Regions from separate parts of the Macaca mulatta genome. Here region 2 is linked to region 1. Evidence: chromatin contacts called from public Hi-C data. All regions are on one chromosome and are shown on one strand. The core of a region is the stretch at or near the end of the contact, and the rest is flanking DNA. Distances in the headings are between cores, read along the strand shown. Region 1 overlaps ZNF217 (zinc finger protein 217). Region 2 has its middle 52 kb from the start of ZNF217.

Region 1 (5,956 bases), core at 1,356-3,855:
CTGCCTCAGCCTCCCGAGTAGCTGGGACTACAGGCGCCCGCCACCTCGCCCGGCTAGTTTTTTGTATTTTTTAGTAGAGACGGGGTTTCACCGTGTTAGCCAGGATAGTCTCGATCTCCTGACCTCGTGATCCACCCGTCTCGGCCTCCCAAAGTGCTGGGATTACAGGCTTGAGCCACCGCGCCCGGCCTCACCTAGTATTTCTCATCAGTTCTTTATCACCCTTACTGTAATGAATATGTGAAATTGTGAATACTTATCTTCAGTAGAAAAATTAACAGCAACACTTCTAACTCATTTAATCTTCCTAACAGCCCTAGGGAAATAGGTATTATTCCACTTTTACAGTGAAGAAAACTAAAAGCACAAAAAGGTTAAATAACTTGCCCAAGGGTGCACAGATAGTAAGTGGAAGAGATGAAATTTCAAATCTACGCAGCCTCCTACACCATGATGTCATAGCTCCTTTCACAATCTCAAGACTACTAAATAGATTCTCATTTCATTCTCAATCATAAAGACATAAGATGCAGCATTTTAAAATATTGTAGTTTTAATAAGATGAGAGTCAGGATATAGCAGTCATAAACTAAACAAATGAACTTTGTCCAGGCACGGTGGCTCACGCCTGTAATCCCAGTGGGTGGATCACTTGAGGTCAGGAGTTCGAAACCAGCCTGGCCAGCATGGTGAAACCCCATCTCTACTAAAAATACAGAAATTAGCTGGGTGTGGTGCCAGGCGCCTGTAATCCCAGCTACTGGGGAGACTGAGGCAGAAGTATTGCTTGAACCAGGGAGGCGGAGGCTGCAGTGAGCCGAGATTGCACCACTGCACTCCAGCCTAGGTGACAGAGCAAGACTCCATCTCAAAAGACAAAAAACTTGACTGATTGCATCAGGCTCAAATTACAATGGCACTAAAAAAATAGTAATAACCGCTGTAATCAACACGCTACATATTTATCCTTAAGCTAGTCCAAGGATCTGGAAGAGTATCTGAACACCACCACCAAAAAATCAGAGAGATAACTACATCATTTTTAACTAAAGCATGGTTAAAAATATAAAAGTTCTTTACCTGTATGCGTTCTGAGATGAATATTGAGGTAATAATTTGAACGGAAAAACTTTCCACAATAACTACACTCTCTTGAAGATGTAAGATGCTTTATTTTTCCTCCATCATCATTTTTATCTTAAAGGAAAAACAGAAACATTTATATAAAAAGGTAGCTGAAGTACGGGAATAAGGCATGCTGACTTAAATGTTCTTGACAAACATTTTTGGAAAGCATGAAAAAATTCTTTAATATAATATCGGGTTAGAAAAGGCTAGACACACACCAAATGCTGTTTTGAGGTTGTCTGAAGTTTCAGAGTGTTGTAACGTGGTTTTGTTTTTTTTTTTCTGGGTACAGCAGAGTACACTATTAAAGATTCAGTTCTTTGTTTGCCTTAATCACAAAAAAGATCATTTAATAGACCGAACTGCCCGGACAGCTTCCGGTTCTCAGTATCTCTGTGAGCAGGCAGGATCTGGCAAACTGAAGGTGGACACACATACTGGGGGGAAAAATGATCTTCTTCAGAATCATTTAGAAAAATGAGCCAATTACAAACCACCAACCACCATGGGAAAAATAAGCCGTTTAAGGGTAAGATTAAACAAGTGACCACTAGAGGGCAGCAAGCACAACTTAATCTTCAACAGAAAAGAAAGTTTGGCATCGGGCAAGCACCTAGGAAAGTTTGTCAAAATTTAGCAAAGTTTTGGAAAGCAGGCTGTATTGTCCACAAACACTCATGTGGGCGAAACAGATCTGACGAATGAAAACCTGTGCCTAAATGACACAGTGTTTGGCTTCAGTCTCTGCAGGACAATAGGACAATGTGTCTCACGTGCATCAGTGAAGTCCACTCGAAGGAGGACAGAACTTCAGACACACACCGGCCCTCCAAAAGACTGAGAGGTGCCGCCGTTAAAATACCACCCCCAACACACATGAATGTTTAACTTTTAAATAAATGTCCCCTTACTGTAGATCATATGACTATCCACCTGTAAGACAGACACACCCTTGATCTATAGTCTAAAGAAAGACTTAAAAAAATTTACCTGATCTTCTTAAATCTTAAAAAAAGCCAGGTTGATAGTACAATATGATAAATCTAGACTACTAAGATAATATAAGTTTAGGAAAATCAATTCCCCAAAAACAGAATGGCCAGCTTTTTTTTCTTACAAGCATACCCAAACTAGCTGGGTTTATAACTGGGTGTTCTTGCAATTTCCGACTCCCAACTATGTGTCAGGATTTATGGTATGTTGCGTCATATCCAAAAAGCTATGAAATGCCTTTTCTTTAGAACAAAGGACGTGACATTTCCACATCTACCTGATTCCTGCTCTTTCAAGCATCACCTCTGACTTTACAGTTATATTTTTTAAAGGACTGTGATCTTTTTACAAATAGGCTGTTCAAATTGTCCTTGGGAGGTGGAAGACAAGGGTCAATGAACCATTTTGCAAACAGGGAAACAGTGGCAAAGAAAGGTTAAGCAACTCATAATTAGTCACAAAACAATGCAGTGGTAGAACGAGAACTCAGTGCCAAGCTGTGGTGCTTCCACCCACAGCCAGGCATTCGGTCCTGCCTGATGATCTAGCCCATGTTTTCCACACCACCCACCAGTAACCGGTCTTTTCATTTCTTTCAGGGCACTGGGGCATCTCACAAGGCCCCTTCAACAGTACCGGCACTAGCAGAAACCACTTCGCTAACTGGAGTCTGTGTTTAAAGCCTCTTTTTATGATGCCAGTAAGACATCAGATTTGTAGTATGCTAAGTGCTAGGTTTCCTGTGTCCCAGGAAACTCAAAAACATTCTAAAGATGTGATACACAGACTACAGTTCTCATGTCAATCACATGATCAAAAAAGGAACTGGCACTGCCTGAAGAGCAGGTGAAGGACGAGTCTGATCAACTGTGTGGGCAAATTCACCGTGGGTCTCATATACACAGTTCTCCAAAGAATTCACACACACAGCCAAGTTACACTGAGAGGAGGAGGAACTTGTTTGAACCGAGGACCACTTTAATAAAGGCTTCCCCAAGACCAATTCATGTTCTCATCATTCACTTGTCAATTATGGCCTGCCCATCAGGGGTCTTTTCCAACTGTTTGAAGCAGCAGGATCCTCTATTCAAACAAAATATTAAACTCTGATAGGAGAAGCTCTGGCTACAATGAGGATGGGCACAACTCCAAACACAGGTGGAATCCTCTGCCCTAGATAACGCCCACCAAGGTTCAGGAATATTATGTGAGCATGCCTTCAGTGATCGCCTTCTGTTTCTATAAATGCTGTTAGTACACTGAAAATTTTGCTGAGCAAATGAGCTTTCTTAAAAATGTCTTGGTGTGCCCACATTCCTTGTATTTTATGACAAATCATTTGGGTTCTTGAAGTACCTATTAATGGATACCAGCTTGCCAGACAGAATGGATAGGGTTTCGGACAGCACCAAATGGCTGCCCAAGTAATATTCCTGGCTCTAGTTGATCATCACTCCCAGTACCTCTTATGACCACTGGAAATTCACTACAGATAAGATCAGGAACACCAGAAAACCTTACGTGAAGGCTAGGGTCTCTCAATGATGAAACTATTGATACTTGGGACCAGATAATTCTTTGATGATGGGGCTGTCCTGTGCATTGTACCATACTGAGCAGTGTCCCTGGCCTCTGCCCACTGGATGCCAGTAGGCACACAAGCACACGTGCATGCACACACCCCCACACACAGTATAACAACCAAAATGCCTCCAGACATTGCCAGATACTGACTGGGAGCAAATCATCCCAGTTAAGAAGCAGTGCATTTGGACTGGATGCACAAGTTATTTAAAAAAAAAAAAAAAAAAACACCATGTTTTGTGAGCAAAACGTTCAACGTTTAAAAAAAAAAACACACAAGATTTTCAGAACAAGGAGACCTTTTAACTCAACCCTGTTATTACAGAAATGAGAAAATTAAGGCCCCGAGAAGTTAAATGGCTTACACAGAGTGATACCAAAAAGAGCCTGGATTTGACTCTGGCTCTCCAAATTCCATTCCTGGCCAGCGTTGTCTAGAGATGGGAAGAGAGGGGGAGACAGACAGACAGACAGACACAGGCGGAACAGCACGGGAGGGAGACAGGGCAGCTTACCCAGATGGATTCCTTCGGGAAGCCCATCCTCAGATCCGTCTTCAGAACCACCTTCCCCTCGATCCACGGCTCCATTTTCATCCAGAGGGGTGGCGAGGTCAGGAGAGCATGTCCCCGGCTGCCTCCCGTCCACAGACATGGTGGGCGACTCCGCGCCAGCCCTCCGGTCCTTCTTGTGGACCCTCGAGTGCAAGACCAGCTGGTGGTAGGTTCTGAAAGCTTTGCCGCACTCGGAGCAGTGCGTGGGCTTCTCCTTGCTGCTGGTGGGTAACTTGGGATCCGCGTCCACGGAGGGCGCGTCACCGTTGGAGTGTCTGCACTTCTCTTTCTCTTGCGAGAGGCCTGTACAACTGCCCTTATTTTCTCCAAGCTCCTTCTCGGAACTCGAATCATCATTGTCGGTGCTCCCTTCTTGTCCCGATTCCTTCACTTCTTCTTGGCAAATGGCAACTTTTCCTTTGGTAGCCAGCTGCCAAGCCTGGAAGGTGGTGAACGGATCGAGCTGAGGTATGCATTTGACAAGCTTCTTCCCCGTGTCAGTGTGAGATTTTGGTCTCAAGTTGAACCACCGCAGGAAGTCTTCCCTGGAGGACGGCATTCCTTCTTGTGGAGAGTCTGTCTGCGTGCTGCTGGTACCGGGAGCAGTTTTTTTGGTGTGCACCTTGCTGTGCTCTATTAGATTTTCTTTATTTGTAAATAGGAAGCCACAAACCATGCAGATTTTGTAAGGAGAGGGGATGCTCTCAGCCGCGTGCACCTGGACGACCTCGTTGATCGTCGCGGGACAATCCAAGCCTTGCTGCAGTTTGCTCCTGGCCCCTGATTTGCCATTATGTGTCCGCATGTGATTTTTAAGAAACCAAGGCTCCTTGAATCTTCTTCCGCACATGTTACACCCGTAAGTGAAAGAATCTTTGTGTGTCCTCATGTGGATCTCAACATCAAAAGCCACTCTAAATGTCTGCCCGCATACCTCACAGCTAAATTCTTCATTTTCCTTGCAATTCTTTTCCTTGGGAGGTTCTGTTCGTACTTGACTTTTATCAAGCGGACTAAGATACTCTGCTTCAACCCGCAGAACTGCTGGTTCACAAAGGGTAGGCCGGTGTTGCATTAAGACGTGTTTATTAAGGTCTTCCGAATGTGTGAAGGTCTGGCTGCAGAACATGCAATCCAAGGGCATATACCCCTCTATTTGGATGACATTTTTCTCTTGCGTAGCTCGGAATGGAACAACAGCGGTCCCTTTCATTGACATGGCATCCTCCATCTCCATCTGACTGCCAAGAGAGCTGCCAATCACTTCTGGCCCATCCATGTACATCAAGAGGGATTGAGTTGGCATGTTTCCTGTCACTTTCGATTGCATATAATCTCAAAGTTCCCTTGGGGAATTTCTGGAGTTGGAATAAGGCCACTTGTAAGACTTGTCACTCACCCCTCTAACAGCCCTGGGCTTCAAAAACCAGAACAAATATTTATTATAAAAGTTCAAAAGAAAGTGTCTAGTCCTCTAACTTCTTCGGAACTTTTAGGAAGCTCAGTGGTGGTGTCACTGGTTCTTTCCACAAACAAGGCATACAGACTCCCCAATGCTTTGATTCAAATATGAATCAGCACAAAGCATGAGTTCTCTTTGTCTCCATTGAATGAGTGTTTCAATTGAGCAAGAAGTCAATCCCAGCAACCTGGAGACAAGGGATTTCCAAACCCTAGAGGAAAAAAAACAGAAACGG
Region 2 (6,401 bases), core at 1,771-4,270, 81 kb after region 1:
TCAGTTTTGCCATCTATAAAATGGGTATAACAATGGTATCAAGCCTTACGCGGCATTATGAAGGCCAAATATGCTAATATGTTTGTTTGGTATGGAGTAAGCCCCAAATAAAGACTAGCCATTGTTTTCGTGGTCGTTTTTTGTCTGTTAAGAAACTGTTAATGCAGCAACTTTCTCCAGGCTACAGTTGGATTAACTAATAAGCTTCTAATGAAAATATTAAAATTTCCTGTGATTTTCCACAGTGGCTATTTAATGTATATTACATCAAGCAAGCAGGTAAAGAAAAGGAATACTTTCAGGTGTAAATACAGCACCTGGATTGGGCTGGTTTTGGTAATTCGTTTTTTCTCCTTAGACAAAGCTAGGTTTTCGAGCCAAACAGTACACAGCTGTAGAAAACAGTCCCTTAAAACTTCAGGCCGGGCGCGGTGGCTCACGCCTGTAATCCCTGCACTTTGGGAGGCCGAGGCGGGCGGATCACGAGGTCAGTAGATCGAGACCATCCTGGCTAACACAGTGAAACCCCGTCTCTACTAAAATACAAAAAATTAGCCGGGCGCGGTGGCGGGCGCCTGTAGTCCAGCTACTCGGGAGGCTGAGGCAGGAGAATGGCGCGAACCCGGGAGGCGGAGCTTGCAGTGAGCCGAGATGGTGCCACTGCACTCCAGCCTGGGCGACAGAGTGAAGACTCCGCCTCAAAAAAAAAAAAAAAAAAAAAAAAAACCTTCAAAAGGCTGCTCTGTATGTGTAATTACTATTATTATTATTATTTGAGACACAGTCTTGCTCTGTCTCCCTGACTGGAGTGCAGTGATGTCATCTCGGCTCACTGTAACCTCTGCTTCCCGGGCTCAAGGAATTCTCATGCCTCAGCCTCCCGAGTAACTGGGTGTAAACTTACAAGCATGCACCCCCACACCCGGCTAATTTTAGTATTTTTAGTAGAGACGGGGTTTTGCCATGTTGGCTAGGTTTTTCTGGAACTCCTGACCTTAGGTGATCCGTCCACCTTGGCCTCCCAAAGTCCTGAGATTACAGGTGTGAGCCACCTCACCCAGCTCTGTATGTGTAATTATGTATCTACTTTTATTCTTGATGTTGTTTATAAGTATATTCCCTCTTGTTTTTCTTACTCATTCTTACCAACGGACTTAAACTTAATTTTATTGGACTTTGCAAAAGAATCAGTGATTTTTTTTTTTTTTTTTTTTTTTTTTGAGACAGTGTCTCGCTTTGTAGCCAAGGCTGGAGTGCAGTGGCACGATCTCGGCTCACTGCAAGCTCCGCCTCCCGGGTTCACACCATTCTCCTGCCTCAGCCTCCCGAGTAGCTGGGACTACAGGGGCCCGCCACCACGCCTGGCTAATTTTTTGTATTTTTAGTTGAGACGGGGTTTGTTTCACCTTGTTAGCCAGGATGGTCTCGATCTCCTGACCTCGTGATCCGCCTGCCTCGGCCTCCCAAAGTGCTGGGATTACAGGCCTGAGCCACCGCGCCCAGCCGAATCAGTGATTTTGTTGATCAAAAAGTATGGGTTTTTTTAATTTTTACTTTTTTTGAGACGGAGTCTCGCTCTGTCGCCCAGGCTGGAGTGCAGTGGCCGGATCTCAGCTCACTGCAAGCTCCGCCTCCGGGATTTACGCCATTCTCCTGCCTCAGCCTCCCGAGTAGTTGGGACTACAGGCGCCCGCCCCCTCGCCCGGCTAATTTTTTGTACTTTTTAGTAGAGATGGGGTTTCACCGTGTTAGCCAGGATGGTCTCGATCTCCTGACCTCGTGATCCGCCTGTCTCGGCCTCCCAAAGTGCTGGGATTACAGGCTTGAGCCACCGCGCCCGGCCTGGTTGTTTTTTATGTATGTGACAACTTCCGCTCTTAAGTTTATTTATTTTGTTTTTGTTTTTGTTTTGATTCGGAGTCTCGCTCTGTCGCCCAGGCTGGAGTGCAATGGCCGGATCTCAGCTCACTGCAAGCTCCGCCTCCCGGGTTCCCGCCATTCTCCTGCCTCAGCCTCCCGAGTAGCTGGGACTACAGGCGCCCGCCACCTCGCCCGGCTAGGTTTTTTTTTTTTTTTTTTGTATGTTTTAGTAGAGACGGGGTTTCACCGTGTTAACCAGGATGGTCTCGATCTCCTGACCTCGTGATCCGCCCGTCTCGGCCTCCCAAAGTGCTGGGATTACAGGCTTGAGCCACCGCGCCCGGCCCGCTCTTAAGTTTATGAATTCCTTTCTATATTAGATTATGAAAGTGTCTTTAAGAAATAAATACAATTTTAAATATATGTCTATAGGTAATATCCACATCTTTGTGTCTATCGATAGAGAATAAAATTTAGGGAAACAGAAAGGCAAGAGGGAGCTAGAATGGAAAGGGCATCTCACAGATGATTTCTCCCCTAACAAATTTTTGTTTTGTTTTGCTTTGAGATTTTACTTTTTTGCAAGAAGAACCTATTTAGGTATTACTTGAGTTTTTCACCGGTCAGGTCCAAAGAGCAAGGCGGGGGGAGGGGACGGCTGGAGAGTGTGGCAGGGTGTGGGCGGGGCAGGAAGAAATGGGGGCCCACCCTAAAGGCTTTCTTCGGTCCTTTTCTCAGCCATTTTCGTCCTTCTCCAACCACGGAATTGCCCCGGGTGTGCAAGGCCCGGCTTACCTCCACGCAGCAGCAGCAACAACAGCCACGCGAGTGGCCGCAGCGTCCCTGCCGCGCGCGCGAAGTCGGTGCGCACAGCCTGGCGCGAGTTCGAAGCGGGAGAGGGCTGTAAAATAGATTGGGGGGCGGGGGAGACCACGTGATTTTCTGGAACGCTGGCTCGCTTCTTTATTTTGATTCTCGAGTAAACTTAACAATCCTCCAAATGCGTTGAGGGCATCGGAAAGAGTAAAATCACGTTCCGCTGGAAAGGATCACTTCTTAAGTTCACATGAACCTATTCTTTGATCCTCCTTCATTGCTGTTTTAAGATTTACTTCTCTTTCAAATCAAATAATGTGTTTCTTTCTCATTCTGAGAAAAGCTTTCAAGATGTGATTTCCCTTTTGAAAGACTTTGAAGTCTTTCCCCAGCACATCCTTTCTTAAAGGGATTTGGTAAGAGGAGATAGGCCTGGAGGCCAGGGCATTTTAAAGTCACTTTCCAAATACCCTGTGTTCCCCTAAAGAGTCTTGAATTGAAACATCCCAGCTGCTGGAAGACGTTTCCAAATGTGACTCTCTGGCTGCAACACCCAAACGTCTGCTCTCCTAGGACCCTGGTGGGTCATAAAGATGGACAGAGCAGAAAGGAAGCCGTGCTTTAGTTTTTGAAGTAAATCCACTTCCATGGGCTTGCTAAAACAGCAAGGATTCTCACATTTATTTAGTCCTCTTTGCTAGGACATCAAGGCAGAAACAGCTGAAATCCAGGGCTGAACATTTCCTGGTGCGGCTAGATATGAAGCTTCCAGTTTGTGGAGTATCACCTTCATTCCCTTTGGGGTCATCCACATGGTTTGTGCCAGGTGGGAGCACCTGCCCCGTGGTGGCCAAAAATACTGACAGCAATTCAAGCTTCTCACTTCAGAATGAGATGTTTGTACACGAAGTGACCTTTAATTGTGTCTTACAAACTCATGTCAGATCAACATGTGGTTTCACTTATTCAGCAGAGGTTATTACATTTCAAGCTGTTTTGTGTTAGTTTTTAGCATTTAAATGAAGTATTTTCTCTTTCATATATTTGATGTGGCTCAAAGAAGCTTGCCTCTTTTTCTTTTTTTCCTTCATAGATTTTATTGTTTGATTAGATCTTTTTGTTAAGTCAGATCAAAGATGGCTTTCCTTTCTTTAGGAGAGAGATCTTTTATTAAAACAAATCAATAGAACAGATTCCACAGTAAAGAGGCATGTTGTTTAAAAGATTTTGAAAAGAGGAAAAAGATTACAACAAGGGTAGAAGAGAGATTTTTTTTTTTTTTTTTTGAGATGGAGTCTCGCTGTGTCGCCCAGGCTGGAGTGCAGTGGCCGCATCTCAGCTCACTGCAAGCTCCGCCTCCCGGGTCTACGCCATTCTCCTGCCTCAGCCTCCCGAGTAGCTGGGACTACAGGCGCCCGCCACCTCACCCGGCTAGTTTTTTGTATCTTTTAGTAGAGACGGGGTTTCACCGTATTAGCCAGGCTGGTCTCGATCTCCTGACCTTGTGATCCGCCCGTCTCGGCCTCCCAAAGTGCTGGGATTACAGGCTTGAGCCACCGCGCCCGGCCGAAGACAGATGTTTTTATTTTTGTATTCTATTCGTCTGTCAAAGAGTTAGATGAAAGCAAATACTTTGGCATTCTCAACTTCAGATTTACTGTGGGGAGGCTTTGCAGACTTAGCTAGATAGACACATCCTTATGGAAGAATTCACTTTACCTTTTAGCATCTGGGAATATCCAAGAGCTGGTGGTTCCTCCCTACCTGTCGCTGCTCCCTCCTAAGATCACGTAGATGCTGGATTCTTGGCTTTTTGGCATCTTCTTCAGATGAACTCCTTCAAATGCTTCAAGAGAAAATGCAGGAGTTTTTAGATAGCATTCATGTTTTTGTAGCAACTTTTAGTTCCCTCTATCTGGGGCTACCACAGTATATTGAAATTATGTGTTTACTTGGTGGCTGTGCTGCTCCTTAGGGGCAGGAAAGGGCTGGTTCACCTTGTCCCTCTCCCTGCTTGTCGGAGCTCAACAAATATTTATCAATCTGAACTGAACAAAGGCAGAAATGTGGTCAGTATTCCCTGTGCTATTTCTTTTTCCGGTTTTTTTTTTTTTTTTTTTTTTTTTGAGATGGAGTTTCACTCTTGTTGCCCAGGCTGGGGTGCAATGGCGCGATCTCTGTTCACTGTAACCTCCACCTCCTGGGTTCCAGCAATTCTCCTGCCTCAGCATCCCAAGTACCTGGGATTACAGGCATGCACCACTATGCCTGGCTAATTTTGTGTTTTTAGTAGAGAAAGGGTTTCTCCATGTTGGTCAGGCTGGTCTCGAACTCCCGACCTCAGGTGATCCTCCCGCCTCAGCCTCCCAAAATGCTGGGATTACAGGCGTGAGCCACTGCACCCAGCTCCGTGTGCTATTAAAAAAAGATAATTAAGATTATATTGGGAGTATTTGGCAGTCACCAGGTAAATAACATCTGTAAAACATCATAGATGGGATATATAGATGCCTCTAGACAGCACTTAAAATCTCACTCAATATGTATTTTTCTTATCTGTCTCTTTTTAAAAAATTATTCATTTTTTTATTGTTAAATTTTTTGTAGAAACAGAGGTTTCACCTTGTTGCCCAGGCTGGTCTCGAACTCTTGGGTCTAAGTGATCTTCCCACCTTGGCCTCCCAAAGTACTGGAATTACAAGTGTGAGCCACTACGCCCAGCCAGTATCTCTCTCTTCAGCCTAAAATGTCTGCTCCATGAGGGCAGGATTTTGTCGTAAGCATTTAGAACAATGCCTGAGACATAATAATAGCTCAGAGATTATTTGAAGCAATCTACACATTTCTTCTTTCTGATTTCCGGGCATAATGAAGGGGTAAATTGAGAACAGTCATTCAAATAATTCAAGTCAAAGACAATCTTTAGGCCAGGCACGGTGGGTCACGCCTGTAATCCCAGCACCTTGGGAGCCTGAAGCTAGTGGATCACTTGAGGTCAGGAGTTTAAAACCAGCTTGGACATCATAATGAAACCCTGTCTCTACTAGAAATACAAAAATTAGCCGGGCATGGTGGTGTGTGCCTGTAATCCCCGCTACTCAGGAGGCTGAGGCAGGAGAATCGCTTGAACCTGGGAGGCAGAGGTTGCCATGAGCCCAGATCATGCCACTGCACTCCAGCCTGGGCGACAGAGCGAGACTCCATCTCAAAAAAAAGACAATCTTGAGTGAGTTGCCAATCCAGAAACCTCAGTTATGTGGTTGCTACAATTCTCCAGTTGCCTTGGCTGTAAGTGAGGACTTAGGCATCCGGAGAGTTCATGTATGTAATAGTTGATGCCTCTCCAGTGCCCCAAACAATATATCAATATATCCTTTTTTTTCATTTTTTTTTTTTTTTTTGAGACGGAGTCTCGCTCTGCCGCCCAGGCTGGAGTGCAGTGGCCGGATCTCAGCTCACTGCAAGCTCTGCCTCCCGGGTTCACGCCATTCTCCTGCCTCAGCCTCCCAAGTAGCTGGGACTACAGGCGCCCGCCACCGCGCCCGGCTAGTTTTTTGTATTTTTTAGTAGAGACGGGGTTTCACCGTGTTAGCCAGGATGGTCTCGATCTCCTGACCTCGTGATCCGCCCGTCTCGGCCTCCCAAAGTGCTGGGATTACAGGCTTGAGCCACTGCGCCCGGCCTTCATTTTTGTTTTTTGAGACAGAGTCTCACTCTGCCACCCA

What was found. Hi-C and Micro-C count contacts between places; a contact is called where the count stands out from the background.
Region 2: a contact with region 1 is called in a Hi-C map of CD4 T cells, with 3 times the contacts expected there. The contact joins two enhancer-like sites. A contact is called at or near these places in 3 of 14 Hi-C or Micro-C datasets (CD4 T cells, cortical neurons and liver).

What each region holds. Positions count from the first base shown.
Region 1 is chr10:106,410,721-106,416,676 of T2T-MMU8v2.0, forward strand. ZNF217 (zinc finger protein 217) reads right to left here. Exons shown (of 7, transcript XM_077952005.1): 3 at 4,221-5,932; 4 at 1,081-1,197. The coding sequence starts at 5,589. Among named protein-coding and RNA genes, the nearest start is that of ZNF217, 28 kb to the right of the region's middle. Within about 2 kb of position 2,606, at least 7 of the 40 cell types and tissues checked have an H3K27ac peak or open chromatin away from gene starts, as enhancers often do. A contact at or near this core is called in CD4 T cells, where this site is marked.
Region 2 is chr10:106,491,326-106,497,726 of T2T-MMU8v2.0, forward strand. No RefSeq gene overlaps it. Among named protein-coding and RNA genes, the nearest start is that of ZNF217, 52 kb to the left of the region's middle. Within about 2 kb of position 3,021, at least 7 of the 40 cell types and tissues checked have an H3K27ac peak or open chromatin away from gene starts, as enhancers often do. A contact at or near this core is called in CD4 T cells, where this site is marked.